Linked DNA regions of Mus musculus: all the other regions are linked to region 5. A link is a contact called in public HiChIP or PLAC-seq and promoter capture Hi-C data. All regions are on one chromosome and are shown on one strand. Each heading gives the region's core, a stretch centred on a gene start, on an enhancer-like site or on the middle of the called end of the contact. The rest is flanking DNA. Distances are from core to core; before and after follow the strand shown.

Region 1 (4,625 bases), core at 1,595-4,094, 890 kb after region 5:
TCCCTCTCCTTAACTTGGCTCATTCAAATTCCTCTGTTTGTCCATCCATATCTGAGATGCCCCGTGTCTCTGCAGCCCCTCTGCCCCTGCAGGGTGGCCCTGAGAACCACCTACAGTTCTCAACTGTGCTCATTAACAACATGTATAACAATATTCAGAACTCCTCGCAACTGTATCCGTTCCCTACCTCTCCTTCCAGCAAGGCTTCTTTGAAATGTGTAGATCTCTTCAATCTCTCCTGTGTAGTCTACATAATAGTACATTGTTGGGGACTGGAGAGATGGCTCAGTGGTTAAGATCACTGACTGCTCTCCCAGAGGTCTTGAGTTCAATTCCCAGCAACCACATGGTGGCTCACAACCATCTGTAATGGGATCTGATGCCCTCTTCTGGTGTGTCCAAAGACAGAGACGGTGCACTGATATAAATAAAATAAATCCTTAAAAACAATACATTGCGTATGCATACATTCCTATATACACATATTTCCATGTACCTTATTATGTAAAGGTAAGAGATCTGGAAACAATGTTAGCAATTAAGATTGGAATCATGTAACTAGAGTTATAGATCAGATGGGACCTTGCTTTGCCTAGCATGCATAAATCCCCACCACTGTGTAAACCAAACAAGATGGTATAAGCCTGTATTTCCAGAACGGAGGCAGGATCATCTGAAGTTCAAAGCTTTCTTCGGCTAATGCAGTGATCTGAAGGCCAGCCTACATGAAACCCCACAACTGCCGAAATACCATTCAGGCTGTAAAACTCAGCACATGGATAGCACCGCCTGCCAAAACTAAAACAATTACCTAATTCGTCAAAGTCCAGAGATATGGGAAACTCTCTAAATGTACTAACCTTGCTTTTGGACTTCTGTGGTTTCTCTTCTGACTAATTGTTCATGTTAAGTATGTCAATCTAGAACATGTTTTTTTTTAAAAGATTTATTTTATTTATTATATGTATTTATGTATTATATGTATATACTGTAGCTGTCTTCAGACACCAGAAGAGGGAATCAGGTCTTGTTACAGATGGTTGTGACACACCATGTGGTCGCTGGGATTTGAACTCAGGACCTCCGGAAGAGCAGTCAGTGCTCTTAACCACTGAGCCATCTCTCCAGTCCCCCAGAACATTTTATGCTTAAAAGCTCACCCTGAGAAAGCCTTGCGGCTACAATGGGATCTTGAACAACACCCAGTGTAGTTGCTGGCTGGCTAATAAAGACTTTTTATTGGCTTAAATCCGTGTCTTAGCAGTCTCCTCTGGTGGCTACCCCACAATATTCTTAAAAAAAAGAAAGAAAAGAAAAAAAGCAAGGCAACAGAAAAAGATTAGTGGGGCTGGTTTAAGGTTACTTGGGACTGGGTTTCAGACCCAGCACCCACGTGACAGCTCACAACTGTTTGCAACGCCAGTTCCAGGGGATCCGGCGTCTTCATAAGACATCAGACATAAGTATGGTACATATACATACAGGTAGGCAAAACATTCCTACATATGACATTCCTAAAAAAGTAAAAATAAAAAGTCTGTGGCTGCCAGAGGAAGGAACGCTAGGACCACATAGAGAGACCTTATCTGGAAAAGCAGCAAACTGCTACAGCTTGGGAATTTCCTGAGAGGCAATTCATTTTGACATTGTAGGAATATACAAACGTGACCATCATGTTTCTGGCATGGGGTGCTCGTGACACACTTATTGACAAGAGAAAAACTGAAAACTGTTTATGGGAAGGCTGGGAATTTGTGAGCACCTATTTTTGTCTTGAGACTTTCACCTTGCCTATGTTAAATTAGCTTAAACATTTCTAATGTCAAGGTACCAATTCTATGCCAACATAGTTAAAATAGGATCAGATATAGATCCTGTATCTCTCATCAAAACACTAAAAGAATTATTTTTAATGGTGTGTGTGTGTGTGCCTCAGGAGACAAGAGGTGTTGAACTGCCTCAGAACTGGAGTTCCAGGCAGTTGTAAACCATCTGACATGGGAGCTGGGAATAGAACTTTCGTCCTCTGGGAGAACCATATACACTCTGAACCAATGAATCATTCTTTTAGGTCCAAATACACTCCCCCACACGCCAGTTTCTGAGTTTACTGTCCCTGCAGATTTAGGGACACAGTTTCAAGCCTAGGCATGTGGTAAGAAACCTCAGGACACAGCCAGATCCTAATTAGTGTTTTGAGTATGGACAAGTTGGCCGGCCCAGGAGAGATGATGGATGGAAGGTTCTTGAATCTTACAAAACATCCAGTTCAGGTCAGATGCACAGGTCACTCTGGGCTTCGGCTGCTTTCATTGCAGAAGGTGGAAAAGGACGGCCTCTGGTGGTTCCGCCCGACGATTGCTTCTTTCACCTTTTTTTTTTTTTTGGAGCTAAGGTCAGGCTACGACCCAAAGCCTTCTTAAGGCTAAAGAGTTCCGAGCAAGACGGGCCGCAGTCACATCCCCTCTTAAGACAAACGCGGAGGCAGGCCCTCGGAGTAGACGCATTTTTCCTGAGGTCACCCAGTAGAGAATTAAGAATTGAACATATGTCTTTCTGCACCATGGTTCTGACTCTTGAATGACTCCATTTTTTTTTTTTTTAAATAGACACTTAGGAGTATTCGCAGGAACGAACCATTCTGGGGTCCCAAGGCGCTAATAACCTGGTTCTCCATGGCGCCTTGATCGGACGTTTTAAGCCAAGAGCAAGGCCAGTCAGTATCCTCCTTCCGGGATACTTAAGCCTGTCACTCATAATGGTAAAACTCCGCCCGCCCCGGAGCATCTCGGTAAATGTAGTTCTACCTTTATTAAGACTGTGGGGTATAAGTGCTATGTAGAACTTCATTTCCCCGATGGCTGCGCGCTCCGTTACCTGAGCTAGAGCTGAAGGGCCGAAACCTTCATCTAAGATTTTTTTTTTTAAGTTCTTAGGAGGAAAGTGTGACAGCGAACTGAGGCTTTTGGCTGCTCGGCGGGTCACCTCATCTGGAAGAGCGGGAGGACAAGAGCTTGACGCCTATCGAACGACCCGACTTCCGGTCGGCGGACAAAAACCTAGGGCGCTTCTCCTTTAATTGCGGTGGGCGGGACGCGGCGACGCCACCGGCGTTGCTATTGGTGGCGATTGGGGGCGCGGAAACTGAACTGGCACAACTGCCGACCCAGCTATCTCTGGCACTTGGGGCACAGCTGGTCCTACCAGCCCGCTAGCCCCGCTATGGCTGCTCCCAGCCAGGTAAGTCCCTGGATAGTGAGCACCTGACTGGTTGGAACAATGGCCGCGAGAGAGGCGGATGGTGACGCGGGGTTCTAGGGTGACCTCCTCATCCAAGGTTACGGGGTGGATCCGGGCATTGACTTAGCACCCCAGGTGCCAGGCTAGATGTTAGACCACCAGGACGAAGAAATAAGTCTCTGCCTCTGGAATGTACGGCGTATTGAGGAAGACACCATCAAGGCCCGACCCTTGTCGTGGCCTGGGGCGAGCCTCGTAAGCTTGGCCTCTTGTGAGCAACAGGTCTTTTTTGGAGGTGACATCCTTTTCCAACAAGTAGAAGCAGTAGGCCATCGGGATGCCTGGGATAGCGGAAGCCTGCAGTGTGTCCAGGGCTCGATTCTGACCCCTCCCCCCACTCCAGAAAAGGACTTCAAATTGGTCCTTTAAATAAGAATTTGCTTCCACAGGGCCAGGTGGTACCTGATGCACCTGAGAAGACTTGGGTAGAAATAGAAACCAGACTTTTGAGTGCCGATTTGATATTCTGTTTACATTTAGCTCCACGCAGATTTTAGGGGAAACTGTTCAGGGAAGAAGGCATTGGGAAGGGGTGTCACTGATGGAGTCAGACCTGAATCTGCTTCTGCCCACTGAGCCTAGGATGGACACTTCCTCACCCTTGTGTTTCTGAGAGGCTCTGGTGAGGACAGGAGAGGGAATGAGCCCTTGCTCCTTAGTTGATTCTTACCCCTGAACTACCAGGCCATCTGTTAAAAGGCGTGAACCTGCAGGTGTGCTTGGGGGTGGAGCTGGGCACTGGGCCTCACCTTTGTTTGGGGTAGAGCTTTGTGGAATAGCAATGGCTTCGCTGTATCATAGAAATATCCTTTCCCAAGCTGGGTTCCTTGGAGCTCTTCAGGTGGTTTGGTTGTGTGTGTGTGTGTGTGTTTTGTCGTTTTGTTTTTTTTGTTGTTGTTGTTTGCTTGTTTTGTTTTTAATTTTTGGTGTTTGAGGTGGAGGGAGATAACTTACTATGGTCTTGGCTCTCTTGGAATTTACTGTGTGGACCAGGCTGGCCTTGAACTCACAGTTCCACCTGCCTCTGCCTCCCAAGTGCTGGGATTAAAGGTGTTTGTTCCCCACACTGGGCCCATATTTGATCTGTTTGTTGTGGATTTATTGATTCGTCTGATCGTTTGTGTGGTTGTGTGTTTGCTGATCGTGAACCCTTCCTTGCTGTACTCATTTGTCCTAGCAGTTTATAGTGGATTCCTTAGAATTTTCAACATACGAGATCATGATTTGAGTGCTTTTAACGTCTCCTGGTTATAGGAAGAGTCTTAGTTCCAGGGAGGACCTGTTATCTCGTTATAACCATTTGACCTTGCTTTTTTTTTTTTTTT
Region 2 (4,199 bases), core at 1,662-4,161, 810 kb after region 5:
TCCCTACCGTTGACTCTGCTCCTAAGCCCAGCCTAGTACTCACTAGGCCTCTCTTCCTTTAGTCAGTTAGCCCTGTTTTGCCAGCAGTTCCTCCTGCCCAAAGAGGAAGGCTCTTGGGAAACAGCTGCACCCCAGTAACTGGGGTAGGGGCTACCCTACTGAGCCCACCCAGTAACAGCCACACACTGGGAGTAGGAGGACAGTGTTAACAGAGGGACTGCTGAGCCCGGATGTAATAGTAGTTCTGATAGTGCCTGGCCCAGCTGTGAATGGGGACAAGGTCTGAGACACTCCCCACTCCCAACCCCTGCTTCCAACTAAGGAGGAGAAGGATACATATGATAAATCTTCCTTAGTTACTTTAGTTCTTGCTATAACAAAGTATCTGCAAAAAGCAACTACAGAAGGAGTAGCTTCCTCCATCACAGCAGCAGCAAGAGAATCGGGGATGCTAGGCAGCTGGTCATGAGAGTCTGCCACCAGGAAGAGGTGTGTTCAGACCCCAGCCCACAGCGGGTGCTGCTCACATTCAGGCCTGGTCTTCCCTCCTTCTTAAACTTTTTGGGGAAATGCCCTCACAGACAAGCTCAAAGGTTCCACACCTGGATAATTAATTTTACAATCAAGACCATCACCACACTGTTTTACATAAGCTTGCATTGCCTATTTACCCAGCCTTGACAATCACAATTCTTGTCAAAGTTTTAAAATGTTTGCCTACAGTAAGTAAGATTCCAGATACAGCTCAGTTTTCATGTATTTAATGAGTACGGACCAGGCAAGCAGCTCCTCATCGACTTGTGGGACAGCATCCATCTTTGTGGGTGGCCTGTTTCCTTTATCCAGTTTTCTACCTCACCACCTTTTTTTTTAAACCTCTTTTTTTTTTAAAAGATTTATTTATTTATTTATTTGTTTATTTATTTATTTATTTATTTATAAATTATATGTATGTACACTGTAGCTGTCTTCAGATATTCCAGAAGAGGGCATCAGATCTCATTACAGATGGTTGTGAGCCACCATGTGGTTGCTGGGATTTGAACTCAGGACCTTCAGAAGAGCAGTCGGTGCTCTTAACCACTGAGCCATCTTGACAGCCCCCTTTTTTTAACCTCTTCATTTGTTGACAAAGTCCCATGTAGTCCAGGCTGGCCAGGAACTCACTATGTAGCCCAGGCTAATCCTGAAACCCCCACCTCCCTCTCTCTCTCTCTCTCTCTCTCTCTCTCTCTCTCTCTCTCTCTCTCTCTCTCTCTCCCTTCCTTCTTTCTTTCTTTCTTCCTTCCTTCCTTAGCCCAGGCTAATCCTGAAACACCCCCCCCTTTCTTTCTTTCTTTCTTCCTTCCTATTTACTTATGAGACAAAAATCTAACCATGTAGACCAGGATGGCCTTGAAGGCCTTTGCTTCCTTAGTTCTGGATTATAGTTATTTGCCAACATACCTGATTTATGTAGTGCTAAGGATCAAACCTAGTACTTCACACATGTCACGCAGGTTAGAATGATCTATCAGCTGAGCCAGCCCAAGGATGCCATTTGAACTTGAGTTCTCTCACAGATTTGGGGTGTGTGTGTGTAGTATATACATACACTGTGTATGTTAGAGTACAATGTGGAAACCAGAGGTGGATGCCAGCCAGTCAGCCTCTATTGCGCTTTCTCTCTCTCTCTCTCTCTCTCTCTCTCTCTCTCTCTCTCTCTCTCTCTCTCTCTCTCTCTCTCTCTCTCTCTCTCCATTTGGCTGGGTTGGCTGACTAATAAGCAAATAAGCCCCAATAGGTATTGGCCTGTCTCCTCAAACTCCCTCTCCCAAGGTCCCCAGCCTCCCTGCACAGTCCAAGGGGAAAGCCAAGTGTCTTCATTCTGTTGCCGGGAATCTGAAATTATATGCTAACTCAGCACTTTACTGACTGAGCCATCTCTCATTAAGTTATCTATTTTTTAAAGTTTTTATTTATTTCAGTAAAAAAAAAATTTTGGTGTGTGTCTGGGTGTTTGGCCCGCATGTATCTATGTGCACAATGTCCGTGTCTAATCCCAGGAGGCCAGAAGAAGGAACAGTTGTGTCATGTGGGTGCTGGGAACCAAACTTGAGTCCTATGCAAAAGCAGCTAATGCTCTTGACCACTGAGCCATCTGTCCAGTCCCGTTTATCTATTTTTTAATAACAAGGTCCAGGGTGGAGAGATGTTTCTGAGGTTAAAGAGTACTAGCTGCTATTCGGCCGTTAGTCTGTAAGAGCAGTAGGAAAGGCTGCTGGGAATAGAGGCAAGGTCATTAGGAATTGGGAAGTTCCTCAGGTTGACTTCCAGTCCTTCCACCACTGGGTCACACTTAGCACATGCACCGTCTTTTTGGAAAACTTTCCTCAGCCTTGTTAGGTCACCTCGGTCTCTCCTACCGTATTCCTTCCAAAATTCATTTCCTCCTATGGCCATTCACTTTCTCAGCGTTGGGCTCCAGACACCGTGCACCTGATGACTGGTAGGAAATCAGTACACACACACACACACACACACACACACACACACACACACACACACACACACACACACACACACACATACACACACACACACTCACACTCACGACCACACACGAGCGCGTGCCCACCTACACTGAGATCACCTCACCATCACAAACGGGTACGCCTGGATCGGCCCTCACTCTCAAACCTCCTCCGCGGCAAGCTCACAGCCCCTCCCACGCCCAAGTGCGGATCCGCCCACAGACCTCCAGGATCCTGGCCTACAAGGGACCACCCACACAATCCCTTGGGGCCCCTTCTTGGCCATGAAGGTGGTAGCGGCCGGGCACTGGGCCATCCGGACCCCGGCGCCCGCTGCGCGCACGCGCGGCACCAATGCCCGCCTCTGCCGGCCTCGCCCTCCGGGGGCGGGGCGCGCTGGGGGCGGGTCCTGCGGCACCGCCCGGGAAGCTGCGCGAGGCTCGGTGCCGTCGCCACATCCTCCGGAGCTCTGGGTCCAGGCGAGCCGAGTCGAGCCGGGCCAGGACCAAGAGGAGAACTCCGACGGCACGGGCGAGCCGAAAGCTGAGCCATGGCGCACCAGACCGGCATCCACGGTGAGGGCGGATGGAGGGCGGACAGGGGCTCCGCCGCGCTGGTTCTCCGCGCTAGGTCCCTTCATCCTTCTCTTCCTTGTACCCTCCTGGGAAGCTTCCTGTTCTCTTTTGCAACCGCGAGTCCCTGGGATGGACACGTCTTGGGGCAGAACAGACTGTTGTACATAGCTGGGAGTGGGTGCACATGGATGCACACAGCGAGGGTGGAAGTATCTTGTGTACCCAACTGGGGGCGGATGTGCCTGTGTATACTGGTCTGGGTATTTTTGTTCTTTTCTGGAGGTGGGGTGTACCCGGATGTGCACATCTGGAAAAGTGTACATGGGTGTACACATGTTCTCTGTATACAGTCCAGTATGTGCACATCTGGATGAGACTTGGTTATGCCTGTCCAGGCTTCTTCGTGTGCATGCACTAGTGGCTGGTTTTGGACACTCTAGGTTCCATCTCAGACATCAGTGTTTCCTGGCTGCACGCACAGAAACTGTGGGTATCTGCATGTGTGCACAGTTCAGGCACATCTCAGTATGTGTGTGTTAGCATGGGTGTTTGCATGGGTGTCTTATGACTGACATGGGCTTATGTGTATGTGTGGAGAGGGTAGCCTGACCTTTTCTCCTTTCAGGACCCCTAGACTCTTGCAGACTAGGTTGGACAGAAGCTGGAATGGAGCCCTCCTTCTTAAGTAGAATGGGGAGAACTGCACATCTGACCTTGGCCTCTGACTTCTTCCCTTTTCCATTGTGATCTCTCTATCGCTGCTCCAGCCAGGCCTGCAAAGTCCCAACTTCAAGCTGGAAGCAGGGGAACGGGTCAGGATTCAGACTTTATAGGGGAGCTCCTGCCTCCACCCTCATCTACAGGAAGCTTCTACAGCCCAGGGCGTGACACCCATAGCCCCCCTCCAGGGCCCCAGTTTCCTCCTTGGAGAGACTTAAGAAAGAAGCAATAGCTGGGAGCCAGGTATTTTGTCCCCATTTGTTATGGGCCTGGAAGGGCTGCTTCCCTGGCCAGTAGGGAAGGCCAGGCTGCTTGCCCAGACAGCTTGTTGGTTTGGCCATCAGCCACTCCTACCACCACATCATGATTCCCTGACCAGGGCTACCACCAT
Region 3 (4,594 bases), core at 1,565-4,064, 900 kb before region 5:
CCTGGAGACTCCCTGGGGCCTATTGCCAGCCAGTCTCACCAAATTGATTAATTAGTTGCAGGTAGTGAGAGACTCTGTCTCAATAAAACAAGGTAGAGAGTAGCTTTGGCTTATACACACACATGCACGTGTATACATCACACACACACACACACACACACACACACACACACACACACACATACACACACACACACACACACACACACACACACACACACACACACACACACACACACACAGACACAGACACACATGACTTTATTAGTGTTCCCTAAGCCTGTAGCTCAGTGGCTCTCAAACTTATTTCCACTGCTCCTTCATAATTATAATTTTGCTAGTTATGAATTGTAATGCAAATATTTGATATGCAGGATGTCTGATATGCGACCCCTGTGAAAGGGTGACCCTCAAAGGGATCGTGACCCACAGGTTGAAAACCACTGCTCTAGGTTTTTAGACGCCCCCTCCTTTTGTAGTCCAAGATGAACTCAAATTTGTAATCCTCTCGCCTCTCTGCCCTCCAAGTGCTGGGTTACAGGCTTCTGCACTATCCCACTCAACTTAGAAGTTATCTCCCTTACCTCCTTAGTCCCAGAAACTTAATATTTCTTAAAATATTTTTCATTTGACAATGCTTTACTCCAGGTCTCATTTTCAGTGTATGCATATGTGGTGTGTGTGTTTTGCCTGAGGAAGTATTACTTTCTTGTGTGATACTTATGAATATTCTGTCCATAGCGATTAGATTTTCTTTTGCCATACAACTATGTATGCTAACTAAATGAATACCTGCACCCTTATTTTAGATAAGAATGTTGGTGCTGGTAATTATTTAAATTGTATTTCTTAATATTCTGCAACTTCTATACTTTATGGGTTGGCTTCCAGCTGATACCGTTTCTACATTTTGATACATTTACTTCTCTCTCTCTCTCTCTCTCTCTCTCTCTCTCTCTCTCTCTCCCTCTCTCTGTCTCTGTCTCTGTCTCTGTGTGTGTGTGTGTGTGTGTGAGTGTGTAGGTCAGAGGACAATTTTTGGAAATCAGTTTTTCCCTTGCACCACATGAATCCTGGGGATGAAACTCAGGTCATCAGTCTTGGTGGCTGTCACCTCCCCCCTCTGAGATCCCCAGCCTGAATCCCCAGCTGATTTATCCTCAAACAAGTATTTGCACACATCAACTAAATTCCTCCCGTTGCTATTTTACCTCATGTTGGAGAAAACATTGCTCACGTGTCGAGGTTTTCTTTTTTTAACCGCTTGCTGGAAGTGGACGTGACTGCTGCTGATTTATGGATCTGCTTGTTTATTTGACTGCTATTAAGAGCAAAGCAGGAAGCTTGCAGTCTGGATGGTGATTTAGGAAGATAATTATCTTTAATTATATTTCTGAGGATTTGTGTCTCTTTCTGGTTGGTAGTTCCTGGAATTTCTCAACCTAGTCTAGGGCTAACCTGGAATCCACAGCACAGCCGCTCATTGCTCAGCTCCATTGACAGCAGAGGCAGAGCGATGGGCTGATGGAGATGCCTGTGACACGTGGCCTTCTCCTCACACTGGCCAAGGTTTTCTTTCTCCTGTCTGTCCGTAGCCACGTACTTTATTCTGTTAAGCTGTGGTGCACGTTCAGGACTTCTGTGATAGAACAGTCATTTGTGCTGGTCACCTTTTCCTCTGAGAGCTGGGGATAGTCCTAGGGTCCCAGTGGGCACTTGGTATAGCTTGGAGCTCTTCAGTAGGGTCACAGTAGGAAAATATGGCTGAGTGTTCAGCTAACAATACTTCCTGTGACCCCTGATGGTCACCCATTTGGTGGTGGTGAGATCTTGACTCAAAGTGACTGTCATTATTTTTACATCAATAGTTCTCTGTCATCCCTTTTAAGCATTAACCCCTTAGACCCCATGCAAGCCTGACTCTAGTCACTTGGACTCCAGATTCCTGGCTTGTCCGTGACCTCCTCAGGCCATGCACATGATCACAGCAGCTCCTTCTCTTCTTTTACTTTTGTTTATTTTTTTTTCATGAACTATTCTCATTTTTGCTTTTGTTTTTTTAATCCATGACTCTACAATTCCCAGTTACCTTCTCTAACAGATTAGATATCTGTTACCAACCAGTGTCTAGGGTCCTTATGCTCAACCTGGTAGACACTGTGGGTAGCACTTCCCTGTGTTGAAAGCCTTGAATCCTTCCCTGCCCTCAGTTTAGCAGCTGGACTGAATGACCCAGAAACTATAGAGCTGAGAACCAGAGACCAATTGCTTTAGGCTTTAGAAGCCAGAGCCTTACTGCTTTTGGCATTTGGGTATAAGACTGATTGCTCTAGGCTTGAACTTTCAATGGTGTTGGCCCTTGGCAGCTATGATAATTCTCACCAGTGAATTGTAGAAGCAGACTATTAAATCTGAGAATCATTAGAAAAGATTAAGTCTATGATTGTCTAGTTAAAGCAAACTATATTTTGAGGTGCACCCAGGACTGGCCAACTGGCTGTCTCACTTTATGTCAGCATTTGAGAGAGCAGCCCTTGCTGGCTTCTTGAAGTCCCTTCTATAGGAGAGATAAGATGCTCACAGGAGTGAGTGTTGGCTGTTATACATTGCTAGAAAAATTCAGCAAGGAGGAAGCAGCCAGGTTAAGGTTGAGAATGGGGTCACAGGCAGTTTACACCATATATAAGAAGCAAGAGCTTATTCTTAATAGAAACCTTAATTTGCAAGGACTTCATGAAAAAGAAACAGGAACTTATTCTTTAATTACAAACAGAAACCTTAGCCTACACAGGACAAAGAGGAACTTCTCCACTTCCTCTTCCTCCTCCTCTTAAATTATTTACTTATCTTACATCCTAATGGCAGTATTGCCTCCTTCTTCTCCTCCTAGTCCCCCCCTCACATCTCCCCTTCATCCACCCCTCCTCCCCTTCTCCTCAGAAAAGAGGAGCCCTCTCATGCATATCAGCCATCCTTAGCACATCAAGTTGCAGTAAGATGAGGCACACCTTCTCCTAGACGCTAGACAGGGCAGCCCACTTAGGGGAAAGCGAACCAAAGGCAGGCAATATAGTCAGAGACAGTGCCTGACCCTGCTGTCAGGAGACTCTCATGAAGACCAAGCTGCATGTCTGTTACATGTATGCAGAGGGCCTAGCGCCATTCCATTCATTCTCTCTGGTTGGCAGTTCAGTGTCTGTGAGCTTCTCTGGGCCCACGTTAGTTGTTGATTCTGTGGGTTTTCTTGCGGTGCCCTTGGCCTCTCTGGTTCCTTTTATCCTTCCTCCCCCTCTTACACAGGATTCCCCAAGCTCCACTTAATATTTCGCTCTGGTCTCTGTAATCAGTTGCTGGGTGAAGCCTCTCTGATGACATTTATGCTAGGCACCCATCTGCAAGTACAGCAAAATATCATTAACAGTGTCAAGATGGGCTCCCTCTCACGGCACTGCTCTCAAGCTGGGTCAATGGTTGGTTATTCCCTGAACATCTGCTCTATCTTTACCCCTGTACATCTTATAGGCAGAAAAAATTGTGGGTCTAAGGTTTTGTGGCTGGGTTACTGTCCCAATCCCACTGTTGGAACTCTTGCCTGGTTACAAGAGGACAACGGTTCAGGCTCCATTAGGAGTCTTAGCTAGGGTCACACTCATAGATTCCTGGAAGTTTCCATTGTATTAGGTTTCTAGCTCATCCCAGAGATGACCCCTTATCAAGGTGTCTCTCTTAGTGCTCTCTCCCTCCCTCCTCCCCCAAGTCATCCCTCTTGGTCCCATCCATCCCCTCTCTCCACCCAGTCCCTCTCTTCTACATACCCCTGATCTCTAATTTGTTTCCCCTTCTCATTACTGAGAAGGTTCAAGATTTAAGAGCTCTGCCTCCCCTTAGGCCATCCCCCCCACCCCTTGTTACTATGGGTCTGTGGTTTGTATCATGGTTAATTACAAATAGAAACTTTGACTTGCAAAGACTTAAAATAGGACACACAGGAACTTATCCTTAACTGTCCTAGCTGCAAACAGAACCCTTAACCTGCAGTGTATATTGTTCTTGTTTTGGTCTCCCATCAACATCTTGCAAGGTATATTGTTCCTGTTTAATGTCACAGAGGCACCAGCCAGATGCTGCAAACATCATCTGGTAGCATCACAGTTATCAGACAGGCCATGGGCACGAGGATCTTCAATCCACGGCAGCAGTGGTTATCACGTAGCTTTCTCAAGGTGCCTCTGGCGTGCTCAAAGCATCTGCTGCAGGCAATGAAAGCTGCCCAGTGTGGGCTGCTTGGCTGATAATCCTTTATTTGGGCAGACAGAGTACTGGAGAAGGACCTTACAGTTAGGTTTCCAATAGGGAGTCAGGCTACCTGCTGCAACATCTTAGCTTATTTAAAGGGAAAATAAGCATTAAAAGGGGTGCTTGGAATAAAGATGATATTAGCATTGACAGTGATTTCACAGCTTTTAATAACATTCTAACAATCCCTGACTCTTGACTTGATGCACTAGGGAAGAGCAGTCCCCTCTCATCTATCTCATATCTCTGCGTACATATACATCCCTGGAAAATATAGTAAATTGTGTGTCTGTGTCCA
Region 4 (4,169 bases), core at 450-2,949, 940 kb before region 5:
TCACCGCTCTAGCATCCCCTTACACTGGGGTATCAAGCTTCCACAGGACCAAGAGCCTCCTCTGCCAATGATGCCAGATATGACCATACCTCATACATAGGTAGCTGGAGCCATAGTTCTCTCCATGTGTACTTTTTGGTTGGTGGTTTAGTCCCTGGGAGCTCTAGGTGGTCCCACTAGTTGGTATTGTTGTTCTTCCTATGTGGTTGCAATCCCCTTCAGCTCCTTCAGTCCTTCCCCTAACTCTTCCACTGGGGTCCCAGGCTCAGTCTTATGTAGTAGGTAGGTAGTATCTGCATCTATATTGTTCAGGTGCTGGCAGAGCCTTTCAGAAGACAGCTATACCAGGCTCCTGTCAGTAAGTACTTCTTGGCATCAGCAATAGTGTCTAGGTTTGGCGTCTGCAGATGGGATGGATTCCTAGGTAGAGAGGTCTCTGGGTAGCCTTCCCTTTAGTCTCTGCTCCAGTTTTTGTCTCTACATTTCCTTTAGATAGGAGCAACTCTGAGTTACATTTTTTGAGATGGGTGGGTTGCCCCATCTTGTAACTTAAATATCATTTGATGAGGTGATACTATCCCATTTTTTTTTCAGAAAAAGAAAGGTTCTAAGATTTAGATCTGTTCAAAGTTGTCCCTCTAGGAAATGGGCAAGGTGTTCAAGCAGGCCTTTTGCACTATATTGCTGGCCTACTCTTAGCAAAAATTCCCGAGCCATTAATGAGAGGAGAGGCCCTTGGTCTTGCAAAGATCCTATGCCTCAGTATAGGGGAATGCCAGAGCCAGGAAGCAGGAGTGGGTGGGTTGAGGATCAGGGGGAAGTAGGAGATAGGGGATTTTCAGAGAGGAAACTATGAAAGTGGATAGCAATTGAAATGTAAATAAAGGAAATATCTAATTAAAAAATAAAAAAATTCCTTCTTCCTCCTCCCACCCACCCTTCTCTCTTCTCCCTCCTCCCTTTCCCCTCCTCCCTCCTCCCTACATAGGATACTTCTGTCCCTATTGTTTCATTTGAAAACTTTTCAGTGTGAGTCAGATTTTCTTTTGACTTTAGAGCGCACCCCAGAGACTAAGTAGCATCATAAAGGATTCATGAGGAAAACAGCAGTGACTGTGTGAAATCCTCCACACCTCACAGGCAGGATCTGCTTAACTGAGGGAAGAAAAGCCCAGAGACAGACATTTTGTTTACCTCATAGAAGTGTGGCATTTTCAGCCCGAGGCTACAACCAGAATTAAGAGTTTAAAAACCAGCTACTTTAGTTTCTCTCTGTCCCTGTCTCTCTCACACACACGCATGCACACGTTTTGTCCCTAGAAAAGAAACGAATGCAGGGACATATTTTAGGAAAAAATATCAGTCTATTTTACAGAACAAAGAATGAGGATTCTGGGGTTGCAGTTTTTTGAGAATTGTCCCTTAGGGATTGGACCTTCCTTTCCAGCCAGTTGAAAACAAGAAGAGTGGGATAGGATGCGCAGAAACTCCTCAGCCTGCAAGATGTCTACCCCTGAATTATAGCTGCTTAATAAAGCTGTTCTTGGGGCCTTCATTCTCCATCTAATTTCTCAAAAACCTTTAACTCTATATGAAGAACTAAGAAAGAACTTCTGGATGAGCACAAGAGCTGCCAGATGTCCCGGATATTGCTTAAATATGCCAAAGGACCATTGCGTAACAGGGATCCCGATTTTTTCCCCCAACCTTCATGGAAACATCCCTAAAGCAGACTTTGGGTAATGCCCAGTAGATGGTGCTCACCATCAACTTTGTCAAAAAGACGACTTGAGCTTTGACAGAATTACTCAAATGGGATTTGGTTTGGACTCAGAAACTTCCAGAAGTAGTCTTTGAAGTAGTCCAGAAGTAGTAGGGCTTTGTAACAGAAACATTTGTACCCCTTACTGTCCCTCCCCCAAATCATAATTTGAAAAGCAGAAGGGAAAGTTGCCTGTCTATCTATCTGACACCGTGTCTCTCTGTCTGTCTGCCTCTCTCTCTCTCTCTCTCTCTCTCTCTCTCTCTCTCTCTCTCTCTCTCTCTCTCTCTCTCTCTCTCTCTCTCTCTGTAACTCCCAAATCTTTCATAGTCCTAAGAGGAACCAAACGCCCATTTAGAGAAGGATGTGTAACCTTTCCCAGCTACTGTATACAATGGGCTCCCAAGAGATTTTTATTGAAATCATTTGCTTTGAACTCAAAAGTCCCCTATGCCTTAAAATGTTTTCCCCCAGAAATTGTAGTGAGGTGGCAATTAAGACCTTCTTAACCCTTGAGGTGCCTGAAGTTCAGAGTTTCATTCAGTCTCAATAGGTAGTATGTATGCAATGGTGTTCCTGGAGAAACATCCTGATTTCTTCTCTCAGTGAGCTGATAGGGTAACTCAGCCAGCTGTTTCTATGGATTATAGAGGGGACTCCTGTGAATGTTATTACTCTTAGGTGGGCAAGGGTGGAGAGTTACCCTTGGGGATTCTTTATCTTGCTCCCTATCCAGAACTTTGGGCTTTGTTACGTTTAAACCACAAGTTCTTTTGCTTAAACCCAAATCTCCTGTTGTATCTACAAGTTTTTTCAGTAGTTATGTAATCCCATCTTTTTCAGGTAAAGGTTCATAATATATTATCATGTTCTAAACACAGTTTTTTTTTTAATTATAAAGGATAAATGGGTGGGGGATACTCAGAATTTAATTGAGGGGATAAAATCAGAAGAAAGCATCGACACTGGGCAAGTCCCCAAAGTCTTCTGGAAATAGTGTGTTATCAGAAAGTTTTGGGAGTCTCATCAAAGTTGCATCTGTTAAAGGGGAGATTGGAGTCCCTTTTTTTGGGGGGGGGGTTCTAAGTCTCTTTAATAGGAAAATTTAGGAATAGGTTCAAAAGGAAGTCCAAGAATGATTTCATTAGAAACTCTAGCTGTACATCTCAGCTGCTGACAGGAGGAGGAAGGAAATGGAGAAGAGCGGGCGTGGAAGCCTTGCCATTTGAACTAAGCTGGCATGGAGGTGACTGTCAGACTGGCAGTTAGATGGTGGGGAGGTGGGGAAGCTTCAGAAAGCAAGCTATGGAAGCCAGAATGACCAGAGAAAGCATGTTTAGACTCTGGCCAGCATCCAAAAGAAAAGAGAAAAGCCAGAAGATCCAGAACCTCATGTGGCTCATAGGGACTGTGGTGGTTTGAATAAAAATGGTTTCCATAGGCCCTTAGGGAGCAGCACTAGGAGGCATAGCCTTGTCAGAATAGGTGTGGTCTTGTTGGAGGAAGTGTGTCACTAGGGGTGTGTTTAAGGGGTCTAAGGAGCTCAGGTTCTCACTGTCTCTTCTTGTTGCCTATGGATCCAGATGGAGATCTCTTAGTGATCTCTCCAGCACCGTGTCTGCCTGTGTGCCACCATGCTTCCCACCATGACAGTAATGAACTAAACCTCTGAAACTGTAAGCCAGTGCCAAGGAAATGTCTTCCTTTATGAGGGTTGCTGTGGTCCTGGTGTCTCTTCAGAGCAATAAAATCCCAAGACAAAGGCTGTGTGAGGGGAAGAATTCTGGGAAAGAAAAACATATTATCTAATCAAAGGGGTAATTATTGTTACCTCTTTAGTATTGAATAAGGTGGACCCAGCTTTCTGAGGAGCACATTTCTCTTGGCCAGGTGACCCAACTAGATTAACTCTTAAAAGAGGATACAGTGGCATGTCTCCATTCAGAGCTTAGGAGGTCAGGAGGCAAGAGCTTTCTCTTAATGAGCCTTAAATGCTGCTGTTACTGTGCATCATTTGATTCTCCTGAGATGAAACACGACACCCTTTCTATATTCAGGCCCTGTCTGGTCTAAGCATAGAAACGAGTCTTTAATTTGGCTCTCAAGAATATTCTGATGCTACAGGATCTAGCTGAGCCATCTGATTTTACCACAAAGCACGTTCTCTGGTCTTTGATAATTTTCAGAGGAACTGAAACACTAACATTTAGTTGTTTTAAAGAGACAATAATTCTCTGCTAATAATCATCTATTGCTAGGTGTGTATAAGAGACATCCTGATAGTATTTGCTTCCCCCTCTTTCCATTTAATTTAGAGTTTCCTCTCCATGTATTGTTCAGGGTAGATCCTATGTTGTCATTTGTGTGTGTGTGTGTGTGTGTGTGTGTGTGTTTATGCACTCAATAA
Region 5 (4,005 bases), core at 112-2,611:
TTTTATTGAAAACTGTGCTTTTGTTTAAAATCTACATGAAAATAGGACTTTACGCTGAATACTATGTACACCTTGGCATTAGGTTTTCATATTCAGCAATTCTAAAACAACGAGAAAAAAATAGTGTTATAGTGTTGACCTGTGGGCTCAACATTTACCACAAAACCTACAAGGACACTCAAACAGAAAAAAAAAAACTGCAAAACATAAAACCTATTTGTAATTTTGTCTTCTTTAAATAATGTACTAATCTGTGGTTTGATCTAGTCCCAGTGAGAGCAATGCCCCTCTCCTCAAGGAAACGTTACTAAAATCTGCAGAATCTAAAGAATAGGTCCTAAAAGGTACCTTCTGTTTGCTTCTTTGACTGGCATAAAAGTGGTGATTTCTAGATAAACTAGGCTGTTCAAAAAAAAAAAATGGCCTCTCTGTCGCCTTTCAGATCACTAATAATAATTCTCAATGTGGAGAGGCGATTAAAGTCCCCACTTAGTAAAGAGCTGAACTCAAGATGGAGGACCAAAGCTTCTATTTGTAATGGAGTAATAAACCCAGCAGTGTGTGAGCAGCCTCTCCAGGCTCATCACACAGAATCAGCTCTGTCGCCCTCATCTCAGTTGGTATCCATGGAATGTACACACACTGCAGGCTGGATCTGAACCTAGGGCAGAGGATGAACTTGGGTGCTAGGGACACAGGTTATGCTTGTATCCCTGGGGCCTAGCTAACAGCTGACATACAGTTGTTAGCAAACGTTTGGAGAGCGAAGAAAGATCCAGCATACCAAATGTGACCCAAAGACAAGTAAAGGAAAGAAAACATAATAGGAACTAGAAGAAAGCTGAGAGACGCCCACTTTGTGCTAACCATCCCTGGGGTACCCATCCCGCTGGGGCAGGTAAAGAGAAAGTCAAGTGTTTACCGATGGTAAGAACTGAGTGGTTTATGTCCATGTCAAAAAACCCAAAAAACTAGGAAGCTGTTTTGACCTGAGGTTCTGCTAACTAAATCTGACCTGAGAAGTAAACTCTAACCCTGAGGTAAAACGAAAAAACTTGTCTCTTCAACAAATAAACCTTAAGTTTTTCGCGGAGCGCGTGAATGTATATCGAGGAGCAGGGCGCTTAGTCTCCCGAAGGGGAATGCGGTCCAGGGGCTGTGGGACCCGGCTGCCCGAGAGATCCACTTTCATTACCTTTACAGGTCCCCAGCCTGCGGCGCCCGGCCAAGCCTCCGTCAGCCTAGAGCTCGCTGCCTCGGAGGGCGTGGTTGTTTAACATCGTCGCCACGGAGACGGCGCGGGGGCTGCTGGGAAGTCGACGTTCCGGCGTCCAATCCAACGGAAGCGCGCCGGACCCTTCGAGGCGTGGCGAAGCGAGCAGGGTGAGGAGGCGGCCGCAAGTGTGAGAGGAATGGCTCAACCTCTCACACCAAGTTCCCACCACCCGGCCCGAAAGCATTTTCTCCTCCAGGGAGAGCCCTCAGCTTCTCGGAGCCAGGCTTCCCAGTGACGTCGTTCGCAGCACTTCCTGTTTCCGCTCGCGGTCTTCCACGCACCCGCGGGTCTGCCGTTTCTCCCCGGGATCCTACCTGCTGCTGCTGGTGAAGTGAGCCGGCGGTCGGGCGGAAGCAGCCGGCGGATCCGGAGGGCAGGAGCAGGTTGAGGTAGGAAGATTGGTGGTTGAGGAATTAGATCCTACCTTTTCCTGCCCTTTGCTTGCATTCCTTGAGCTACTTCGCTCAAGGTCAAGTCATTAGTTTACAGTGAGTTCGCAGAAACCACATGACAAACCGGGAAAGACATGACGATTCAGAATTAAAAAGTGTTGAGATGTTGGCCGAGGTGGATCTGAGGTGAGATAAAAAATCAAGTGCAATAATGTAAGCTGATACCAAAGGCAAAAAATTCAGGAGGATGCATTTTTTTATGTGGTAGCCCCACAAAAATCAAAATGCAAAAATTCCAAGGTTGGCAAAACTTTCACGATTTTAAACACGGGCAAGGCTGGCAATAGCATCGTGCTAAGCGATATTTGAAGCCAGAGGCGAGGGGGGAAACCAGTAATACTAATCCTATGAGTTGTTAGCCAGATAGGCCATTAGTAAGGGGGTGTAAGAATCCAGTTGAGGTTGAAATTGTATACTTGGGATCCTAGAAGCATAAAGCTGTGTTTTTCCTTAGCTCAAACTACTCTCCAATGTACCCTACACTCAAGACCTGTAACAAGGGTCTAGTTATCCATAAGGAAAAAAAAAATTGGCTCATTATGTGTCTTATGCTGGGTTGTCATTTTTATAGCTTAGGACTTTTGGCCTTGACCCTCACAAAACAGATTTCTTCCTTTATCTCTATATGGGCTGCCATGAGGTGGTGTGGCCTAGATATAAGTTCTGTCTTCCACCTCCAATAATCCAATCAAGCAAAGTTCCTCAACAGCGTATCCTGCAGTTTGGGTCTTGATTGATTCTAGATATACTCAGATTGACAACCAAGAATAGCCATCAAAAAGACCAGCAATTGATTTTTTTTGTTTGTTTCAACAGGGATTTCTGTCGATCATCATGGGTATTCGGGGACTAATGAGCTTTGTGGAAGATTATAGTAATGAATTCTTCGTTGATTTGAAATTGCGGAACACAAAACTTATCATTGATGGCTATTCTCTCTTCCACCGACTTTGCTTCAATTCTGACTTGGAGCTCAGGTATGGAGGAGACTATGATTTATTCGCAGATGTTGTACAGAAATTCTTTGAATCACTGTTTGTGTGTCATATTTGTCCGTATGTTGTATTAGATGGAGGATGTGACATTTCAGATAAAAAGCTGACAACTTTGAAGGATCGAGCAAAAGAGAAGATCCAAGCAGCCCGTTCCCTTTCTCTTGGTGGGGGTGGGAATGTGTGCCCCTTACTCATCCGAGAAGTGTTCATACAGGTTTTGATCAGGCTTGAGGTATGTTTCGTACAGAGCTTTTCAGAAGCAGATCGGGACATTATGACACTTGCCAATCACTGGAATTGTCCTGTGCTATCATCGGATAGTGACTTTTGCATTTTTGACTTGAGAAGTGGGTTTTGCTCACTGAATAGCTTCCAGTGGAGAAATCTGAACACTATTAAAGATACACAAGATTACTACATTCCCGCCAGAAGCTTTTCCCTCAATGCATTCTGCCATTACTTCAACAACATGAACAAAGCTCTACTACCTCTCTTTGCGGTGCTGTGTGGAAATGACCATGTTAACCTGCCCATCATGGACACATTCATAAGTAAAGTACGTCTACCCCTTAGTTCTAAGGGGAGGAGATATCACCGAGTCCTGGGACTTCTGAACTGGTTGTCTCATTTCGATGACCCCACTGAAGCACTAGATAACGTTCTGAAGTCTCTCCCCAAGAAGAGTCGAGAAAATGTTAAGGAACTTCTCTGCTGCTCCATGGAGGAGTACCAGCAGTCCCCGGTGAAGCTGCAGGACTTCTTCCAGTATGGTAGTTATGTCTGTACGGACGCTTCGGATCTGGGTCTACCAGAGTGGGTGCTAGGAGCTCTGGCCAAAGGCCAGCTACCACCTTTCATCAGTGATGCTTTGGTGCTCCGAAGGACCTTTCTTCACACACAGGTAGAAAACATGCAGCGGCCAAATGCTCACAGAATATCTCAGCCCATCCGCCAAATCATCTATGGACTCCTTTTGAATGGCCCATCACACGCAGAAGATATAGCCCAGAATACATTGCCTTCCCAGCTTCTGGCTTTCAATGAAGTGGAAAGAATTGATACAAATATCAAAACATCAACTGTTTATGCAAAGCAACTGCTCAAGGATCAATGTGACTTGAGCAAATTGGCTGAGGTAAGTTTGTAAGACTAACAACATTCTTAGAAATTTCTGTATGTTATAATTTGCCTTCGTATGCCCTCTCTTAATATAACACATGGGTTGCCATCTTGCCTTCATGTTGTGTGTGAAGGCTAGACCTCCAGTGAACTAGGTAATCTC
Region 6 (3,963 bases), core at 1,152-3,651, 570 kb after region 5:
CTCCTGATTTTACTGACATAACTAAAACTGTTTTTCAAGCAACCCTGACCAGTAGCTGATCTTGTGTTGAGCATATCTCTGTTTCATCTGAGACAGTGATGGTCATTCAGTGTCATTGGCCTGTCATTGGTAGGGAATATCGGGGAAACACTTTGATATAAAACTGGCAAGTGCTAGGTGGCTCCGTGGCGCAATGGATAGCGCATTGGACTTCTAAGTTTGGAGCTGAGATGAAAGGATGGACCATGTAGAAACTGCCATATCCAGGGATCCACCCCATAATCAGCATCCAAATGCTGACACCAGTGCATACCCTAGCAAGATTTTATCGAAAGGACCCAGATGTAGCTATCTCTTGTGAGACTATGCCGGGGCCTAGCAAACACAGAAGTGGATGCTCACAGTCAGCTAATGGATGGATCACAGGGCTCCCAATGGAGGAGCTAGAGAAAGAACCCAAGGAGCTAAAGGGATCTGCAACCCTATAGGTGGAACAACATTATGAACTAACCAGTACCCCAGAGCTCTTGACTCTAGCTGCATATGTATCAAAAGATGGCCTAGTCGGCCATCACTGGAAAGAGAGGCCCATTGGACATGCAAACTTTGTATGCCCCAGTACAGGGGAACGCCAGGGCCAAAAAGGGGGAGTGGGTGGGTAGGGGAGTGGGGGTGGGTGGGTATGGGGGACTTTTGGTATAGCATTGGAAATGTAAATGAGCTAAATACCTAATAAAAAATGGAAAAAAAACTGGCAAGTGCTAAACCAGAACACCACACACTTACTGCATCCAAAGAGAGGGGAATCTGGGGGAGACCTGCAAAGAAATCGGTACCAAAAAGAAGATGTAGGCTTAATTTAATTAAACCACTAAAAGAAAAAGTATGAAATCAAGAACTGACCACAAACTATATGTGTGCCTTTGTTATCAAATATTTAATGAGGTGGGTTCTGGGCAAGGATGAAAAGCCAGCTCATCTGAAGGATGATTCAGAATCTTGGGGAATTGTGTTTTTACACCAATTCCTTAGAAGTTCCAGGATGCCCTAGGGACCACTAAGAGGTCTCAGCTAGTAAAATGGCTTGCTGCCAAGTCTGAAGATATGTGTTCAATCCCCAGAGACTACTTAGTGGAAAGAGAGAATTAAATCCCACAACTTGTCCTCTGACCTCTGAATGTACACACCAGTGACACGTGTGGACATACACACACACACACACATTAGGAACTAATAGTGTACCTATTTATTCTACTTGTAAACTATAAACCAAAGTATATACGTAAAAATAGTATATTTTGCAACTGTGGGTTTTTCTTAGAGATTCTGTTCAGAATTCATAAACTACATCTCTTCCAAAATTTCTAACCAATCAGGCTAGATAGACAACATCAGCAACAATGAAAATTAACTTCTGAAGGGCAGCTGAGCCCTGAAAACCAACATCCACGTGGGCTAGGAAACCCTGCACCTAATTAACAGGCTTCCACCACTGAAGCTGAAGCGGGCCTCAAAGTGGAGATTCTGAGAGCAGCTAACTGGCTCAGGATCTTCGCTGGAGTTCCATACACACTAGAAACTTAGCAGTGTTTGTAGAAGCTCTGGGTGCTGCTTTGAGGAAATCTCACAGGGCAGTTCAGAGTTTGAGGCCAGACACCAATTCCCACGGTACAGTTTATCAGATCAGTGTGGAATCCACCCACAGTACACCCACTGCTCTCTATGAGGGCTCTCTACATGAGCCTTAGACATCAACAGGCTGACTGAATGATAGAGCAGTCCGGCACACACCGTCCTGGTCCGCAGACCCTCAGATACACATTCAGCGGGTCTAGGTTGGAGAGCCCCCAACCGCACTCCCACCGAGCAAACATTTCCAAGATGCTTCTAAAAACCTGGAAACCACACTGCATTGAGGTCCTCTTCCATTCTAAGAGTCAGCCTCTAGGGCAGTGGTTCTCAACCTTCCTAACACTGAGACCCTTTAATACAGTCCCTCATGTTGTGATGCCCCCCTCCACCATAAAACGATTTTCCTTGCTACTTCATAAGTGTAATTTTTTTTAATAACTGATATGCAGGATATCTGATAAGCGGCCCCTGTGAAAGGGTCATTGGACACCACCCGGAGGTGGGAGGAGGGTCACAATCCACAGGTTGAGAACTGCTGCTCTAGGGACCTCAGTTTCCTCTAGTGACAATATTCTCCGAGCCTCGATTCTGGAACCCAAGCAAAATCGGCAGAGGAAGAGAGTCTCCTTACACCCTGAATCTCAGGCTGGGAGCCCTGCACCCCACACTTACCAAGACTTCCTGGGGTCCCCGAGGATCCTGGGGCAGCCCGCAGTGCAGCCCTGTGTCCCCTTGGAGCATGCACCTCGCTGCTGGGTTCCTGCTGCTCCGGGGCAGGTGCTGACCAAGCACCAGCAGCTCTTTTAAGTCAGCGCTGACTCCCGCCCTGCGCCCTTGGCCGGGCTTCCCCCCAGGGACTCTCTAAAGCTTGGCAAACTTCAACTCCAGCGGTCAGAGGCCTCCAGCTGTCTTTTGGCTTGGCCCACTGTACCGGTCTTAGGGAAGCCGCATGAACTTGGCAAGGCAGAGTTTCTCAGAAATCCACGACCATCTCAGCTGGCTGAGAGGTCACTGTGGCTACTGGGGCTGAGGAGTCACTTTATGGCTCCGTGCTCTGCAGTTCCTCCCAGCTAGTTAGAAGGAAACCAGAGAAAATCTCCTAGGAGGGCCATGCCCTACGGAGAGCAGGATAAAGAGAAAAAGCTAACCTCCGGAGCAGCCGCAGGTTTTATCCTGGGATTTCTGTAAGGAGAAGGGGGCGAAGGGTGGCAGGAGCAAAGGTGTGCTTAGCAGGTCTGAAAGCACGGCTATCCTTACTTAGTGTTAACATTGGGCTTTTGTTTGTCTTTCCTGGACATGTATGGTGCTTGAGATTTCACCTCACCACACATCAATATCAGACACCTGCTGGAGATATTTGCAATGATTAAAGCCTATCCCGAGAGACTAGGGCTCTCCCTTGCTGAGCAAACACCTCCAGAACACTCACCCCCACCCCTGCCCCAATATTGCCATTGCTTCTGATGTTAGAAAGTTTCCATGTGTGTCCCCACAAAGAATGAGGTGGGGAAGGGAAATGAGATTGGAAACCGGATGACTAAGATTTTTTTTTTCTTGTGTCGTTTCCTTTTTTACAGAGAGAACACAAAATTCTGTAAACCAATACCCGTTTTGCTTTTCATTAATAAGAAAAATTTATTGTGTGCGAGTAAAATGGTTTGTCCCCAAAGAATGTATCCCTTCTGCTCTGAACCCACTCACTACAGAGTTCCAAGTGATCTGCGCAGGGTGTCCCGGGTTCCTGAATGTGAGTGTCACAGCTTGCTCTCCAGAGGACTCTCAGATCTGTCCAGGCTTTAGCAGTTGTTGACCACACAGCAAGCACAGAGTGACACCTGGGGGCAAGAATATTGGCAAGCCAGAGCTGGAGGGGAAAATCAACTTCTAACTCACCCTCACGGGTCCAAAGGGAAGCTCGGGCTGTTGTGAGTTCCCAGGGAGCAAAGATTTGCTCACTGGGATCCCCTTCTCAAGCAGAGTTACTTAAGCAAGAAAAGACGCCCACCTGAGCCAGAAAAGTCTCTAGGAAGTATTATTACGGGAGATTTATTTGCAACACAAGCGATACAATTATGATTTAAGTTTTACAATCACCGTATGAAATCAAGTGTCTTTGGGGATCTGTTGCCTTTTCTGGAGAAATCAACATTTCCTGTTTCCTTTTTTCTTCTTCTTCTTCTTCTTCTTCTAAAACTGAAACAAAGTTCCCCTGAAGAAACTGTAATGTAAACACATCCTATCTTGAGGATTGTATTCATTCTCCTAAACATACATTAGCTGAATTCAGACCCAAACAGTGGGATCTGGAACTCAGCGAACGAGCGCATCCAG

The links. Promoter capture Hi-C pulls out the DNA fragments that hold promoters and counts their contacts. HiChIP or PLAC-seq counts read pairs in DNA pulled down with a chosen protein or histone mark.
Region 1: a contact with region 5 is called in a promoter capture Hi-C map of pre-B cells. The contact joins the promoter of Poc1a here to the promoter of Aste1 in region 5. A contact is called at or near these places in 5 of 39 promoter capture datasets (the C10 cell line, cranial neural crest, hippocampal neurons and 2 more), 2 of 484 Hi-C or Micro-C datasets (CD4 T cells and pre-B cells) and 1 of 9 other capture datasets (liver).
Region 2: a promoter capture Hi-C map of pre-B cells shows a contact between it and region 5. The contact joins the promoter of Twf2 here to the promoter of Aste1 in region 5. A contact is called at or near these places in 2 of 39 promoter capture datasets (cranial neural crest and pre-B cells) and 1 of 484 Hi-C or Micro-C datasets (pre-B cells).
Region 3: a contact with region 5 is called in an H3K4me3 HiChIP or PLAC-seq map of bone marrow-derived macrophages, with 6 times the contacts expected there. The contact joins the enhancer-like site here to the promoter of Aste1 in region 5. A contact is called at or near these places in 9 of 39 promoter capture datasets (the C10 cell line, cranial neural crest, embryonic stem cells and 4 more), 1 of 484 Hi-C or Micro-C datasets (bone marrow-derived macrophages), 13 of 115 datasets of contacts at active chromatin or transcription factors (acute myeloid leukemia, bone marrow-derived dendritic cells, bone marrow-derived macrophages and 8 more) and 3 of 9 other capture datasets (adipose tissue, liver and macrophages).
Region 4: a promoter capture Hi-C map of hippocampal neurons shows a contact between it and region 5, with 37 times the contacts expected there. The contact joins the enhancer-like site here to the promoter of Aste1 in region 5. A contact is called at or near these places in 16 of 39 promoter capture datasets (the 3T3-L1 cell line, 3T3-L1-derived adipocytes, the HPC-7 cell line and 10 more), 43 of 484 Hi-C or Micro-C datasets (CD4 T cells, CD8 T cells, the HPC-7 cell line and 26 more), 22 of 115 datasets of contacts at active chromatin or transcription factors (the 230-238 cell line, CD8 T cells, SST interneurons and 17 more) and 3 of 9 other capture datasets (adipose tissue, liver and macrophages).
Region 6: a contact with region 5 is called in a promoter capture Hi-C map of second pharyngeal arch cranial neural crest, with 4 times the contacts expected there. The contact joins the promoter of Col6a5 here to the promoter of Aste1 in region 5. A contact is called at or near these places in 8 of 39 promoter capture datasets (the 3T3-L1 cell line, the C10 cell line, embryonic stem cells and 4 more), 1 of 484 Hi-C or Micro-C datasets (embryonic stem cells), 6 of 115 datasets of contacts at active chromatin or transcription factors (embryonic forebrain, embryonic stem cells, large pre-B cells and 3 more) and 3 of 9 other capture datasets (adipose tissue, embryonic stem cells and pancreatic islet).

What each region holds. Positions count from the first base shown.
Region 1 is chr9:106,278,217-106,282,841 of GRCm38.p6, forward strand. It overlaps Poc1a (POC1 centriolar protein A), which reads left to right and starts at 2,845. Exons shown (of 11, transcript NM_027354.2): 1 at 2,845-3,240. The coding sequence starts at 3,223.
Region 2 is chr9:106,200,197-106,204,395 of GRCm38.p6, forward strand. Twf2 (twinfilin actin binding protein 2) reads left to right here and starts at 2,912. Exons shown (of 9, transcript NM_011876.3): 1 at 2,912-3,088. The coding sequence starts at 3,064.
Region 3 is chr9:104,488,082-104,492,675 of GRCm38.p6, forward strand. No RefSeq gene overlaps it. Among named protein-coding and RNA genes, the nearest start is that of Mir2136, 64 kb to the left of the region's middle. Within about 2 kb of position 2,815, at least 16 of the 459 cell types and tissues checked have an H3K27ac peak or open chromatin away from gene starts, as enhancers often do. A contact at or near this core is called in bone marrow-derived macrophages, where this site is marked.
Region 4 is chr9:104,456,107-104,460,275 of GRCm38.p6, forward strand. No RefSeq gene overlaps it. Among named protein-coding and RNA genes, the nearest start is that of Mir2136, 32 kb to the left of the region's middle. Within about 2 kb of position 1,700, at least 4 of the 459 cell types and tissues checked have an H3K27ac peak or open chromatin away from gene starts, as enhancers often do. A contact at or near this core is called in hippocampal neurons, where this site is marked.
Region 5 is chr9:105,394,001-105,398,005 of GRCm38.p6, forward strand. It overlaps Aste1 (asteroid homolog 1), which reads left to right and starts at 1,362. Exons shown (of 5, transcript NM_025651.5): 1 at 1,362-1,665; 2 at 2,545-3,858. The coding sequence starts at 2,563. Nek11 (NIMA (never in mitosis gene a)-related expressed kinase 11) reads right to left here and starts at 1,287. Exons shown (of 16, transcript NM_172461.3): 1 at 1,196-1,287.
Region 6 is chr9:105,958,242-105,962,204 of GRCm38.p6, forward strand. Col6a5 (collagen, type VI, alpha 5) reads right to left here and starts at 2,402. Exons shown (of 41, transcript NM_001167923.1): 1 at 2,305-2,402.